2 separate regions of the Oryzias latipes genome follow, and region 2 is linked to region 1. The links are chromatin contacts, called in public Hi-C maps. All regions are on one chromosome and are shown on one strand. Each heading gives the region's core, a stretch centred on a gene start, on an enhancer-like site or on the middle of the called end of the contact. The rest is flanking DNA. Distances are from core to core; before and after follow the strand shown. Region 1 holds the start of adi1 (1,2-dihydroxy-3-keto-5-methylthiopentene dioxygenase). Region 2 overlaps LOC101162800 (ras and Rab interactor 3).

Region 1 (2,700 bases), core at 21-2,520:
CTCCACCAAACCTCTGGCTCTGTTCTCTCGGCTTCCTCCTGCTCTGTTCCAATGTTGTGCAGCATTTTTACACAATAAAAGGGTTCTGTCCAAATCATTTAAATGAATTACCCCTCCTTAAAAAAAAAAGAACACTTGGGAGAAATAAAATGACAGCAACTTTATTTTCATTTCCTGGAAAACCCTGTCATTTTAATTTTCTTTTCTGTAGTTCCTGGTCCAACGGCGGGCTAAAGGTCGGTCTTCTCAGAATGTGACCTCTAAATCATCGGGTTGGAAGAACTGGCACTGATGTGGAACAACCATGTGATGCACATGGAGGCTGATTTCTCTGTTGATGGAGGGGACCGTCCATCAGGACCCCTGCAGAGAAGACACGTACTTCTGGCGGACGGGGAAGTGGTCGGCCGGCCTGTTGTGAGCCTTCCACACCGGCTCCCCCACGAACAGCCGCATGGCCTTGGTGTAGTTCTGCAGAGACAGAGCAAGAGTCGCTGGTTCAACGGCCAACAACAAAGGGGTTCAATAACAAGGAGAAAAGAGACAAATTTTGGACAAGTCGGGATTCACGGTGACTTTCAGACCCACCGTGCGGTCCAGGGTGAAGCGGTGGTAGATGCCAGCGGGCAGCGTGATCAGGTCTCCTTTGCTCATAGAGATCCGGATCCAGCGGTCCTCCTTGTCCCTCACGTCAAAGTAAGCGCGTCCATCCAGGATGTAGCGGATCTCATCATCCGAGTGGAGATGCTCCTCGTAGAACATCCTCAACTGAGGCAGAACAGCAACAGATCAGCTCCACACGTGACGTCTGAGGGAGTGATGTATACACAGAGGGGGGCGTGGCTACCTTCTCCTCATAGTTGGGTAACGTGTCCTCGTGAATCGTGATGATGTCCATATAGGAGTAGCCTCGCTCTTGGCGGATTCTGCTCAGCTCTGGGTCGGAGTCGTACCGATCAGCATCCAGCTGCAGAGGCAAGAGTCACGTGACACGGTTGATTCCGCGTGCCGCTTCTGACGTCAGAGGGAAAGTGCAGAGTGGATGAAGGAGAGAAATGAGCTGAGTGAAGACTTTACCCTCCAGTGAAAAACTCCGAGCTCCTTCAGCTGGTCTAAGGAGACGGGCTGATGTGGGTGGAGCCTGTGCGGCTCCCTCTGATCTTCGTCAGAGCTGTCCATGTACCAGGCCTCCAGAGCCATGACTGCAGGACGATCCAGGATTCTGTTCAGCGCGTGACTGGGACAGCACTTCCGCCGATGACGTCAACACGTCCCACTGACGCTCACAGCGCAGCCTCCCGCCCCGTTGTTTGTCTAGTCCAATCAAATTGCGCTGCGTTTACGGAAAGATTTGTAGATTAGTTTTTGTTTAGCCTTCGCAGTTTAATGTCGGTAACGATAGTTTAGTTTTTGTTCAATATTTCTTCTTTGTTTATTCTTCACACCAGGAGTCCACGTGCGTGGACGTTTTGGGTTTTATCACCACAGTAGCTCATTTTACTTTACTGGAGAGCCGTGACTCCTGTGTTCAGAGGGGTGGTTTACATTTTTTTTAAATAAACTTTATTAACAAATATTGCATATACAAAATAACAAACATTGACATTCCACACTGTGCAAAAGAACGGAATAGGTCTCTGGTTTCAGTCTTCTTCTTTCTCGTTCGGCTTTTCCCATCAGGGGTCGCCACAGCGAAACAATCTCTCCTTCGAGGATGAGTCGCACGTTTTACGCCGGCTGCCCTTCCTGACGCAACTCTCTCAATTTAACCGGGCTTGGGACCGGCACAGAAGCAGAGAGGGGAACAGGGAGCAGCCCAGATTTGAACCCTGGGTTCACGGACAGAAGGCGCCGCAAACTAGCACGAGCTGAACTGGCTCCCTTAGGTTTCTAGTTTCAGTATCCCTCCCTAAATATTAAGGGATGTAGGTGGAATTAACTTTCTGCTGAAATATGAAAATGGCCTGAAGAAACTGCCAATCAAACTTTATGCCTTTCATCAACAAGTTTATTGTACTGAAAACTAATTTGGACGGACAGACGCTTACGATTGCAGATTTACCAAACAGCTTCATACGAAGATTGTTTGTCAAAGAACTTTTTCAAACATCCCATAAAAAAAAACATTTCTAAACACTTCTCTAAAGAAGATTGAATTCAGATTACATTACATCATTCATTAAATTTTCTATTTTACCAAAAGTAAAAGAATCGTTTTAAAAATAATTAGGGATATTTATCCTTCCAGGGAATTTTTGAGACTTCATTTTGGGTTTAAAGAGAACGGCTGCAGTTTTTGTGTAACCCTTGTGATATCCTAGGCACTTTAACATTGGGAGTTGGGTCATCTAGACCCACTAGACAGTGCTCTGAATCTTTTTTCTTCAATGATTTGTGATCTTCACTGGTGTCCATGGATTACATGAAATCTTTCCACCTTTATCCACCTTTGTCATGGTAGGGAGAACACGTCAATGTAAGGGTGGTGTCATCTAAGATAGTACAAGGGCTAAGAAAGCACAAGGGTGAACAGTAATACAGATTTATCAAGCAGGAATAAGGCTAATAAAGATTAGCGTCTAACTTGTCATGCAGGATGATCAAAGTGGCAGTTTTTCATGAAGCCTGTGGCTGAGAACCCTATAGACCATGTGTGCACTTCAGGAAATACAGAGATTCTAATTAGGTAACATAGATGTC
Region 2 (2,700 bases), core at 129-2,628, 100 kb after region 1:
CTGCTAAGGCCGAATGTTTTCAATGTCCATGTCAGTCCAGAGCAGATGCTGTCACTTTTCCTGTGTTTTCCGTGGTTCTTGAGTGGCCAGGCCCTGTCTCCTTAGCTAAGCTTCAACTCTTCCACAAAGACCCTTCTGGTTAGACCTCTCTGAACAGTTTGAACGTGGACCCCCTGATTCTGTCAGTTCAGGCATTGGCAGACATTGTCTAATTTAGAAGGAGAGTAAACTTGATGTGGTAGACCACTGCGTCATCCTCGGCATGGCTCTACAAAAGAGTTTACCCTCCTACAACCCCCAGTCTGCTCTGAGACCTCTGCCTGGGAGAGATGGGCCGATGGCGTGGAACTACCTTGAGTCGAGTCGCTGTGTCGTCTTTCACAGAGTTGCCTTGGGAGCAGAGTTTGGCGGTTATTTTCAGACTGCTATTGTCAGTCTCTGACTCAGTTTGAGCCAAAAAGAGAGACTGATGGTCTTTAGCAGTAGAATTGATTGATCACTAACCTGACTATAAGCCCTGAAAATCCCTGACTTTGTGCAAGTCTAATTCTAGGATTTGATGCTGGTTTATAGGCAACAATTAAAAACGTGAAATATTAATTTAGTCCACTTTTTCCTTTTGTTAGGTCACTTAAAATGTTCTATACTTGTGAAAAATAAACAATACTTTCTTCATTTTCTGTTTACAGCATTATTTGATAGCTACGTTACATTTCTACACAAAAACCGGCATCAAAGCGGATCTGAAACAATCATGACTTTCTCCTGAGATGAAGTCATGAAACCAGGAGAGCCTGCAGGGAGGGGACTCTCACACTAATTAGGAAGTATTTATCTAAACTAAACCATTTATTTCCACCGGGTTTCAAGTCCTCCATTCCTGTCATCAACAGTGTTGCTTATTAAATACTACGGTTGCCTTTAGCAGCACTGTGTCTGGATGCAGGCCTGGAGACGCTGCATTGAGGCTCTGACGCTGTCATGGCTGGAAAGTGGGAGTCAAAGTGTCTTCTTAGTGCAGTCGGGGAATTAGTGAAACTTTTATTCTAACATGTCTGAGGGAATTATTGTATGACATCTTTATACTTGCGGATACAAATCTAATGAAGATGCCAGGTCCTAACAGACAGCATGGGGCTCCGCATGGGGGTCATGTTGTGTTCGTGTGTGGGAAAAGTCACACATGGTCTCTTGTTGTTGGGTTTCACAGCTGCTGTTTCTTTTGGGACCACAAAATTTAACAGCTGCTGCTGCCTCTTGCAGATGTTCCTGGTTCACAGCACAGACGGACAGGCGACGGCGGTTTCTGTACGCCTTCCGGAGGAGCAGGGAGCGCCGCGCGTGCTCAGCCTGATGCTCACACAGCACAGGGACTGTATGTGCTGCACAGCGAGCAGCTTCCTCTTGTGACAGCTGCAGCTCTATGTGTCACTGAACAGCGTATATTTAGCTCAGGACACACAGAATACATGACTAAGTCGTTTCCTCTTTGACTCTTTTCTCATGTCAGTCATCCATTTAGAGGGTTCTGCTCTGGTCTTTGATGATATTTTTCAACTCATCCTCTTCTACTGTTCCAGCAGGTAAATCACACACAAACAAACATGCATTAACACACACACACACATTTGCATTAACACACACAAACACACACACACATGCATTAACACACACACACACAAACATTTGCATCAACACACACACACACACACACACACACATGCATTAACACACACACACACATATTTGCATTAACACACACAAACATGCACACACATGCATTAACACACACCACCAACATTTGCATTAACACACATATTTGCATTAACTCACACACACATACACATATGCATAAACACACAGACATATGCATTAACACACAGATGCATTAACACGAACACATGCACAGACACCCAAACACACACACAACTACACAAACAAAGAGACAAACGCACAAAAATAAACATAGACAAATAGATACCCACATGTAGACACAAAAACTAGTGTTAACACACAAAATAAGTGCACATCCGCACAAATGCCCATGCACATACATACACCAGCAGTATGTGTAAAATCAAAAATGTACAAAAAAACTGGACAGCATCTTCGTGATTTTTACAAAATCTTCTATGAGTTGATCTTTTTTGCTTGGTCAATCAGGGACATCTTGACCGTCTTGCTAAGATTACCTCAGGCCGTTACCACGACGACTCAGAGAGAGGAGCTGCAAGTCATCTCAGCCATGGGTGCCGGTAAACAAAAACTTCACTGTTTTCCACTGAGGTTGACGGGGAGTTCAGCAGTGAAAGGAAGAGGAAAGGAAATCACAACGGAGGAATAATGTAAAACTTTAAAATAGTTGGTAGCTTTGGCCTCTCCTCAAACATAAAAACTTTGACTTTCAGGAAACTGGAAGTCAGTGAAGTCTGTGTACTTGAACTTTGCAGGTACACAAAATGACAAAAAAATACAGCTGTCACCTCTTGTGTTACTGTAAAGCTTTGGGCTTTGTGCAAGTCTGAACCAAGAACTGTGCACATAGAAATTAAAAACGGTCGCTAAAGAATAAAAACATGTTTAATTTCAGGCAAAAGGTTGAGAAGATGGATTCAAGAAATGCCTTTAGTCTGCCCACCCTCTAATTCAGGGTCTGCAACCGTCAACACTTCTTCAACAGTCATTGGAATTCATTTCTGA

The links. A called contact is a pair of places that touch in the nucleus more often than the background predicts.
Region 2: a Hi-C map of embryo shows a contact between it and region 1, with 2.8 times the contacts expected there. The contact joins the enhancer-like site here to the promoter of adi1 in region 1. A contact is called at or near these places in 4 of 5 Hi-C or Micro-C datasets (embryo, fibroblasts and gastrula embryo).

What each region holds. Positions count from the first base shown.
Region 1 is chr22:20,791,684-20,794,383 of ASM223467v1, forward strand. adi1 (1,2-dihydroxy-3-keto-5-methylthiopentene dioxygenase) reads right to left here and starts at 1,271. Exons shown (of 4, transcript XM_004082679.4): 1 at 1,078-1,271; 2 at 848-967; 3 at 589-768; 4 at 146-471. The coding sequence starts at 1,200. The coding sequence ends at 355. It overlaps trappc12 (trafficking protein particle complex subunit 12), which reads left to right. Exons shown (of 12, transcript XM_023951255.1): 12 at 1-97.
Region 2 is chr22:20,892,838-20,895,537 of ASM223467v1, forward strand. LOC101162800 (ras and Rab interactor 3) reads left to right here. Exons shown (of 14, transcript XM_011490657.3): 3 at 1,264-1,375; 4 at 1,511-1,583; 5 at 2,164-2,255. Among protein-coding and RNA genes, the nearest start is that of pth2, 12 kb to the right of the region's middle. Within about 2 kb of position 1,379, at least 1 of the 8 cell types and tissues checked has an H3K27ac peak or open chromatin away from gene starts, as enhancers often do. A contact at or near this core is called in embryo, where this site is marked.